Linked DNA regions of Hordeum vulgare: region 2 is linked to region 1. The links are chromatin contacts, called in public Hi-C maps. All regions are on one chromosome and are shown on one strand. Each heading gives the region's core, a stretch centred on a gene start, on an enhancer-like site or on the middle of the called end of the contact. The rest is flanking DNA. Distances are from core to core; before and after follow the strand shown. Region 1 has its middle 150 kb from the start of LOC123429449. Region 2 holds the start of LOC123429449.

What was found. Hi-C and Micro-C count contacts between places; a contact is called where the count stands out from the background.
Region 2: a Hi-C map of seedling shows a contact between it and region 1, with 1.9 times the contacts expected there. The contact joins the promoter of LOC123429449 here to the enhancer-like site in region 1. A contact is called at or near these places in 2 of 6 Hi-C or Micro-C datasets (leaf and seedling).

The regions. Positions count from the first base shown.
Region 1 is chr2H:39,789,737-39,794,750 of MorexV3_pseudomolecules_assembly, forward strand. No RefSeq gene overlaps it. Among protein-coding and RNA genes, the nearest start is that of LOC123429449, 150 kb to the right of the region's middle. Within about 2 kb of position 2,120, at least 2 of the 3 cell types and tissues checked have open chromatin away from gene starts, as enhancers often do. A contact at or near this core is called in seedling, where this site is marked.
Region 2 is chr2H:39,939,477-39,944,490 of MorexV3_pseudomolecules_assembly, forward strand. It overlaps LOC123429449, which reads left to right and starts at 1,966. Exons shown (of 13, transcript XM_045113484.1): 1 at 1,966-2,242; 2 at 2,339-2,965. The coding sequence starts at 2,399.

The DNA of each region.
Region 1 (5,014 bases), core at 870-3,369:
TGGCAAGGAACAACAGTAGTGACAGCAGTAGCAAGTAGCAACCGTAGCAAGCGACAGTAGTAGCAACAGTAGCAGCAGAGCAAGACAAGTAACAGCAATAGCAACAGTAGTAACAGCAGCAGAGCAAAACAAGTAGCAGCAGCAACAGTAGGACAAACTCGTAGGCAATGGGTCGGTGATTTGTTTGGAAGTTATTCATCATGCAACAGTTATAACACGGAGAGATATGTGGCTAGCTCCTGTTCGTCAATGTGATGTAGGCATGCATTCCGTGTGTCGTCATACGTGTTTAGGGAAAAGAACTTGCATGACATCTATTGTCCATCCCACCCATGGTAGCGGGGTCCAAAAGGAAACTACGAGATATTAAGGTTCTCCTTTTAATAAAGAACCGGGCCAACGCATTAGCACTTGGTGAACACATGAACTCCTCAAACTATGGTCATCACCGGGAGTGGTTCCGGTTATTGTGACTCCGGGGTTGCCGGATCATAACACATAGTAGGTAACTACAACTTGCAAGATCGGATCTAAAACACACATATATTGGTGACAACATAATAATTTCAGATCTGAAATCATGGCACCCGGGCCCTACTGACAAGCATTAAGCATGGCAAAGTAGTAGCAACATCAATCTCAGAACATAGTGGATACTAGGGATCAATCCCCATCAAAACTAACTCGATTACATGATAGATTTCATCCTACTCATCACAGCCTACGACTAGATTACTCACGAACGACGAAGAGCATCATGAAATTGGAGAGGGAAGAAGGTTGATGATGACGATGGCGACGATTTCCCCTCTCCAGAGCCCAACACGGACTCTAGATTTGCCCTCGAGATGAAGAACAGGTTGTGGCGGCGCCTCCGTATCGCAAACGCGACGAAATCTTCTCTTTTCATTTTTTCTGGGACGAAAGGGAACTTATAGAGCTGAGGTTGGGGGCGGCAGAGCCGTGTGGGCCCCACAAACTTGCCCACCGCCACCAGGGGGTGGCGGAGGCAGGGCTTGTGGCCCACTGGCCCACCCCCCCTAGTGGATCTTCGCGCAAGTATTTTTCATATTTTCCAAAAATGATCTCCGTAAATTTTCAGGACGTTTGGAGAACTTTTGAATTCTGCACAAAAATAACACCAAGGCAATTCTGCTGAAAACAGTGTTAGTCGAGGTTAGTTCCATTCAAATCATGCAAATTAGAGTCCAAAACAAGGGTAAAATAGTTGGAAAAAGTAGATACGATGGAAACGTATCACCCGCCATCAGACATGAGCAAAGTTGCGCAACCGCCAATCTCGTGCAGTCGTCCAAGCGCCGCCACGATAGCTAATTGTCATCTCCCCGCCACCGTTGCGCCCTGCATAGCGCCGCGCCCCAGCCAACGGGAGTGAGAAAGCACCACGCCGCCACCCACTCCAAGCAAGCTTCACCCGCTGATGCGCGTGGGCGGCGGCGAGGGGAGAGGAGAAAAAGAAGGGAGGGAGGCCTCCCGTGTCGCTCGTGGAACGGCAGAGGAGGCGATCCACTTTTTTCGGTGCTCTCAACCGAGTCTATCCAATAAATAAACATTTATATGAATAAGGAAATATAATAATAATATTTTTTATTATTGTCTCTAATGTATATTTCTAACATGTTTAAAATTTTGAAATATATGTTTTTTTTCAAATACTGGTTTTAACATTATTTTACAAATACACGTTGAAACAATTTCCGTATGATAAAGAAATATTTTTGAACCATGTGAGCATTTTTATACATTGGAATAATATTGTTTTAATTGTTATAATTTTTTTGTTTCAAACGTGTGAACTATTTCAGAAATGTAACATACATTTTTTTCGAGTGGTATTAAACATTTTCTTAATTATGAACATTTCTTTAATGTATATTACGCACGGACATTTTTGTAATGTTGCATACATTTTTCTGTAAGGTTGAGCGAATATTTTCTACACTACAATTTATATCTTTAAAGTGCAATGAACCTTCAAGAAAATCATGGTTCCTAATATGTGTATTGAGTACTTCAAAAACACGGATGCCATCAGCATGATGAGGCCATGTGATTACTGTACCAGCCTAGTGCTGGCTCCCAGCAAGCCATCGCATAGGAGTCGCTGCCGGCGACACATAGCTATGCCTCAACCCTACGGGACACCCTATATTTGGGGCATGCTGCCCTCTCCGTGATACTCCTTGCGCCCTATTGATAGCATAGTTTCAAAAACCGAACCAAAAACCGAATCGAAAAAATTATTGATTTACGTTTTTACCAGTCAAACCGCCGGTTCATCAGTTTGATTGTCGATTTTCATGTAGTGAACAAAGTAGCAAAAAATAAACAAATGTTGAGTAATATATGTGTTAATATAGTATGAAACAATGATCGAATAAAAGTATTTTCATGTAGTGCACAACAAAGTAGCATAGCCGAGTTGCTTATAGTGTCGTGGGAGACGACGTGTATTGGTCACACGACCTAGGATCAAATCACACTTCTCCCAATTCCAATTAAAATATTTTTCTGGTTTTTTCCGGTTTAATGACCTGATTTTTCACAGGATTTTACGAAACCGGCCGGTTCGACCGGGTTTCTCCGGTCCGATTGCAGAACGGTTTTAGCTTAAAAATCCGATACGGCTGCCGGTTCTGGTTTTTTCCGGTCCGATCCGGTTTTTAAAACTAGGATTGATAGGCGCTCCCATCCCACTTTTCTGTTTCTATTTATATTGCTTCTTTAGAAAATATCAAGATCTTGTAAATTTTCTATATTAAAAAATCAAATTTAAAAAAAAATCCTAGACATTTAATTTTTATTCGATTTAGAATAATTTGTTATTTCTTAAAGTATTCACAAGTTTTCACCTGGTTTCAAAATATGTATATGTGATTTATAGAAATAAAAAAAGAAATAGGAAAATGTTCCAAATTTTAAGAGATGTTTATGATTTTGAAAAATATTCCAAACTTAAAAACGTTAAATTAATTGAATTGTTTTGACTTATTAGAGAATCTTCATGAATTTCAAATATTATTTCAAAAGTGCAAGAAGCGTTTCAATAAAGAAAATCAACATTTTTTAAAATATTTTCCGATTAAAAAATATATATCCGCAATTTTCGTATTATGCTAGAAATTTTTAGAAGTATTGTAAAATTCATAAGGTATGGATAAATTAAAAAACTTGATAGCGTGTTTTTAAATATTCTTAATTATGAAAATGTAAAAGGAAGATCAAAACTGAATGAGAAAACACATAAATTCAAAGATAAAACTATTTAAAATGATTAGAATATGGTCAAGGGAAGATTGCAGAACCTTCTCGTAACCTGTGGGGAAAAACCATGAGAGTCGTACGTGTCAAATTGAGTCCCCGCAAACCCCTTGCAGAAGTCACTAGTTAGCGGGTGCTTCTTCGGATGCCTCGCAGCGAGCAGTTCCATACTTTGCCACTTGCCGGTTCTCAGCCGCCGTCACGTGTCACGTTCTGAATGTTTTTTTAAAAAAAAACTAAAAAAAATTCACGCGTTTTTGGATTTTTATATTTTTTTTGTGTTTTGGTTTTCACCCGTCTTTCTTAGTTTTTTACGAAAACATTTTTTTTGTTTTTTTTGCCAAAAAATGTATTTTCTGAATTTTTTTACGAGAAGTACGTTTTTGCTTTCACGAGAGGTACAGTTTTACCTTGGTGTGAAACACAACTGTGCCTCAGTTATTTTTCCGTTTTCTCCTCGGTCCGCATTACTTGTGGCCCATGGTCTGGCCCATGATATGCTTACCGTATAAGTAGGTTTCGTCCAGTTAGTTCTGAATTAGCTTTTCCTGAAAAATAAAAAGTGCTGAAGTAGCTCAAAAGAAGTTAGTTCTGAAAAAAAAACGTTTCCTCCAGTTATTAAGTCAGCAAAGTTATTTGGTCTTGTGGTTAGCACGTAGGCGTGAGTGTGGAACGTCATGGGTTCAGACTTCAGACATGGGCTTGCCACTCCTTTTATTTTTCTCTCCTAATTTTTAATTCTTTGATGATTTGACCTGTGGTGGGTCCCCTGAACATGTATGTGAATTCTCAATTTTCCATAAATATTGACAACACAATACTTCCTCCGTTCCTAAATATAAGTCTTTTTTAAAATTCCACTATGAACTATATATTAAGCAAAATAAATAAATTTACACTCTAAAATATGTATATATACATCGATATACAGTCCATATTAAAATTTCTAGAAAAACTTAGATTTAGAAATGAAGTGAGTACCACTTAAAAAAATGCGGTCGCTCAAACCGTTCTTAATGTGAAAATCTAGAAACTGGCCTTTGGTGGCTGAATCAGGTGACGGGCGCCGTTTACTTCCTAGAGGCGTTATTGTTGTAGAACTTTATCGTCCTTGTGGTGTCATGAGATAATTGATAAGGACTGTCGTATTTCCACGCATAGGCATAGCTGTGGTTTTGCATGCCTTTTCTATTTGCCGGCATATTTTTTTGGAAGTGTGTGTGTTGATGTTGTGTGTATACATTATATCTATGTAGATCGGGCGTGTGTTCATTATGTTTAGGACATGTACAATGAGTAGCCCTAGACATGCTGCCCCGCAGGCCAGCTAGGCTCGGATGCCAGCTTGGAGCAAAAGCCAGTGCCTCAAATATGTTAGGGTAGCCTACATGAGCCGGTTGCTTTAGCGCAAAAGCAAGAGAGAAAGAGAAAACTAAACCGATCGCTTCATCACTTTTCGTCTAGGTGCACGTATTGTACATGCCCTCATATACGTGCTCTCCATGCTTCGTATTGAGTCAATCAAGTTCACTTTATATAAAAAAGAAATGCTCTCGTCGTGCATGTGTGCTTTGCCCGGGGTACCGGCAGTTAAACGGTGGTGTACGAAATGCAGGTCAGACTTTTGCTGCTTCTTTGCGGGGTGAAATCCAAGTCAGACACCCAGTGACGATCTGGAGAAACTTGATCCCAACATAAGTATTGACAAAATTGTCATGATGTCACGCGCCAT
Region 2 (5,014 bases), core at 716-3,215, 150 kb after region 1:
TAATAATACCCTTTTAGTTGCCGAGCGGGTAGCAACCCGCTCGTGCAAACCTAGTGACGACAATGCCGTACGTTGTACTTCGTACGTCACGCGCAGTAATTATACTCTGGTTGCATTTTGCTCGACGCCGTCACCTTCTGCTCCGGCAGCACTGAGGCGGAGACCGCCACCTCCTTCTCCACATCCGCAGCGGTTGCGAGTTTCCCCGCACCGCCGTGGACGCCACCAACATCCTTCACTTCATCCGCGGTCACCGCGCCCTGCAACTCCACTACATCTCCGGCCGCTGTGCCGGCGTCGCCATGAGCTTCCGCCATCGGATAGATGGAGGCGATGAAGGTGGGGAAGAGGATGCGGTGGGAGACAACGAGACGACAGTGGAGGAGAGCGAGATGATGTCGGTTGGGGAGAGGAAGATGATGCGACAGGGAGGGGATTTGGGGGAAATGGTAGGGGCGATGCGCTGGGAGGTGGTTCCCCCTCTTTATACGATGGGACGTTTCGGGCATGTCCCATCGATTGCCTCCATCGACACGTGCTACCCCACGACCGCGGTCAGTTGCATGCGCCCTACGCGGCCCCACTCGTCAGAGTTAACAGTCAAAGCACTGACCCGACGGCAATGTCCGTTGTAACCTGTTCTGAGGGTTTCGAGCAAGGGAGTGGGGAAAAGTGAGTAAAAGTTAAGAGCGTGGGGATGAATGAGTAGAACTAACGAACGAGGGGCACAGAAATAAAAATCCCTTAAACCAATGGCAGCCATCAATTCAAACAAAGTTTCCTATACCGCCACACTTCCAAATTATACCATTTTGTCGTGTTTCGCCGACGGATCCATTGGGGCCACCTTAGTAATAACGCCAATTCATTCCGTTGCACTTCCTAACGTCACGTGCAATAATACACTATGTAGTTGTCTTTTGCCGCCCAATCCGCGACCGGAAACGCCTATACCAACCAGCTTTTGGTATTTGTCGTGGCCATTAAATTTACAATTAAACGAATGAAGCCATTGAATCAAACAGGTAACGCCACACTTTCTAATAATACCTTTTTAGTTGCCGAGCGGGTAGCAACCCGCCCGTGCAAACCTAGTGGCGACAACGCCGTACGTTGTACTTCGTACGTCACGTGCAGTAATTATACTCTAGTTGCATTTTGCCGCCCATTCCGTTACCGGAAACGATCGTAACGATAACAGAATCTACTGGGTTTTTTCCTAACGACATGCTTAACGAATTTAGTTCTCGCCGCCTTTTCTTTGCGTAGTATCTTAGTTTTTTCTTTTCATGGGCTTTATTTGTGTGCACACTTGGTTTCTAAGCCCCAAGAAAGAAATCACCATTCCAGCCCTTTTAGCCCAAGAAAGAACCAACGGTCGGAACCCTCTTCCCACCAACCACCACCTATAGAAAGAAGATCCATGCACATAGATTACATGGTGCCAAAATACTTCACTGCCAATGACTAGCCATCATTTACTACACGATATATTGCGAGGATACTACGAATAACACACACACCACTACCCCACAATGCAAGAAATAATAAATCTCTCTCTCTCAAAAAAAAAAAAAAAAGATCCCTGCGTAGTACGTAGGCACACCAGGCATAGAGCTGTGTGGTGCCAAAAAAATGCTTTGACTGCCCAATGACGGGCCATCATTAACCACGATATATTTTGCGGGATTACGAGTAGCACACAGCGCGCATCCTCGTATATCCTCCCGCGGGGTCCATCCAATTAATCCAGTCTCCAGATATGCACAGCCCAAAGGCGCGGCATTAATCCCAGAGATCAGCCCTGCTTTGGCCACCGGCCGTATCCCGGGCACCTAATTAATGCCGCATAAAACCCATCGAGTAAATGGCCATCAGCAGATAACTCACATTCCGGGGCTGCGCTCCTCGCTATATAACCCCGCCCCCCGGCACCCCCCAGGGACCCATCACCCGACACTCGCTCTCGCACTCGCACTCGCACTCGCACTGCACAGACAGCCAGATCCAGAGCGGCACCGGCACCAGCGCCACTGCCAGTACCGGTGCCAGTGTGCCAGTGCTTCTCTTCTTCTCCTGTCTGTGCCACCTTCCCTCCATCCATCACCCAGCATTCCATTCCATTCCTCGTACTTCCTAGTGGTAGGCCGCCCAAGTCGAGCCCCACCAACGTAGGTTTTTTTGGAAGTACGAGGGAGATCCGGCGGCCCCCATCGGTTGGTCGGCGGCGTCGGAGGGAAAGGTTGGAAGGGGAAAGTGACTGTAGATTACTTTTTTTGGTGGGGTACGGGATTTTCCTTTTGCCTTTGTGCTGATGCTGGCCCCTTCTATTCCGCAGGGCTTTCTATCTATACCGTGCGCGAGGTGACCGTGCCCCCGCGCGCGGCCGCAGGCGCCGATGCTCTCGCGGCGGCGCATCCCTAGTGCTCCTCCAATGGCGGCGTCCTACCCGGCCAGGCCCGTCCAACACCGGGAGGACGGCGTGTACAACTACGACTACGCGGGTGGCGGCCGCGGGCGTGGCCTCGACGGCGGGTACGGCTACTACCACCCCGGCAACGGCGGCGGGCGCGGGGGCTGGGGCAGGGCCGGCTACCACGACCGCGGGAACGGCTACGGGGGCGGCGGCGACGGGGGGTTCCAGCACTACGGCGTGCCCGGCAACGGCGTGGGCGTGGGCATGGGCCACCCGCTGCCGCTGGCGGCGGGGCTGCCGGTGGCGACGACGAGCTACCTGCACCCGCACGCGCACGGCCTAGGCTGGGTCCCGGACGAGCTCCCGCGCCGGGTAATGCCGGTTGCGCCGCCGCCGCCGCCCCCGTTCCTCCCGCCGCCGCTGCGGGCCGCGGAGGCGGCCGCGCGCGAGGTGCTGCTGCGGCTGCACCCGACGGAGGAGGCGGAGCGGCGCCGGCACAAGATCATCGACTACGCCAAGAACCTCATCGGCACCACCTTCGGCTGCGAGGTACCCACCCACCCCCACGCGAAACCCTCGCGCGTTTGTCCCGCCGCGCGCGCGCGTGCCCGTTCGTCCAACGTGCTCCCTTCGTCGTCGCCCGAGCTTCCGTAGCCCCGTCCCCCACACAATCAGCAAAAAGCTCTTTCCGTTTAATCCTCCTCGTGGTGCCGCCGCCGCGTCCCGTGCCTCGGGTTTCGTGCCGTGCCGTGCGGCCGCCGCCGCCTTCACCTGATCCGGCGGCCGCCGCCGTGTCCTCTCCCTCGTACCACGTCCTCTCGGTGCTTGGGGAATTTTTTCGATTAGGCTAATCCATCCGTCTCGTGTCGTCGTCTGGGTTGGGATAGGATATATTGCTGGTCTTTTGTTAGTTCATCATCATCACCTGCTAATTAGTTAATTAATCATCACCCTAGGATTATCCTGTTATTTGTTTGTTTATGCTCCTATAGAACTAGTAGTACAGAAGTATTTGGATCTTAGGATGATAATGGTGTTCGGACCTAAAGTTTACCTATACCTATATTAAGCATATAAAGTCATAATAAAAGGAAGGGGGGAGAAAAATACTGGTTCAAGAGTCGCTCACTGCTGCAATTCAAAAAACAAATATAGTAACAATTCCAATTCAAAAAAAAAAACTTATTTTTCATCTCAATAGAAATAAATGAAGTTTTAGTGTGCTAGTACTGTCTGTTTTAAGATACATATATCAATGACAATAATCGAAACGGGGTAAAAAGGTTAAAAAATGAAAAAAAAATAAGTAGAATCATACTCAAAATAAAACAAAGTGGCTTTTCATAGGAAAACATGGATGAACTTTCCTAACAGATAAAAAAACAAGAATAGATTTAAAAAAAGATTAGAAAAAAGTAAGTACGAGTAGATATATACAAAATAAAATAAAGGGGCTTTTCCTAAGAAAACATGCATGGACTGTCCTAATGGATAAGAAAAGAAGAAATATGGTATTGGTAAAAAAAATAGAAAAAGTAAGTAGAAGTAGATATATACAAAACGAAAGGAAGGGGCGTTTCGTAAGAAACCATGGATGAATACTATAAATTGTTGTTCTGATGGATAAATAAAAACAGGAATGGATTTTTTGGAAAAAAGATGGGGGGAAATTAAGTAGAATTATATTCTATATAAAAGAAAGGGGCTTCAGTGAAAAATAGATGAATACTTCAAATCACTGTCCTAATGGTTAAGAAAAAAGCCGGAATAGATTTTTTGAAAAATATTTAAAGAAACAAGTAGAATTATATATTCACAATAAAAGAAAGTGGCTTTTCATAAGAAAACATGGATGGATACTTCAAGTAGCTGTTCCAATGGTAGAAGATCACAATAGGCTTAAATTAGGAGTGATTAGTCCAACAATCCTAGTACTACCGTAGTTTAACTTCAAATACCTATTCAAAGACAGATCCTCTAGCTTCACTGTTCCTAGCTCTTAATCTCTTCTGTAGAGACACTTTGAACCAAAACACACCTAAAAATGGCAGACACATTTTGAAGCAAAACACCTGAAAAGGGGAATTCCCCGATTAGACTAATCGATCGGCTCGTGTCGTCTGGGTTAGATATCATGACACGATCCCATGCTTATGCTGGCCATTGTTTATTTCCTCCTACGTACTACAGTATTGTTAATTGAATATTTGATGGGCCGGTTAGTCCAATAGTCACATTCCATGGACACATACGGACATTGTCTGGGTGCATACTTCAGGCATATTCTTTTCGAACCATCATTTGTCCGGATGCACAACCACAAGTCCACAACAAGACAACCAAAAAAGTTTCATTCCCATTTTCAAACATGTCAACGAGTTAGGCTGGGCATAAAACCCTATACCCAAAGCCCGAACCTGCAAAATTCAAACCCGTATTCCTTGAACCCGAAAAGGCCAAGCACTACATCAAGTACAAGTATCATAAATCTGAATTTATTCAGTTGAGTTCCTAATAATAGTACCCAAAGTGCGGGAATACATGAAATAATAGGCAGCCGGATAGAACTTAGCTAGCCAAGGCCCAACCCAAAAGAAG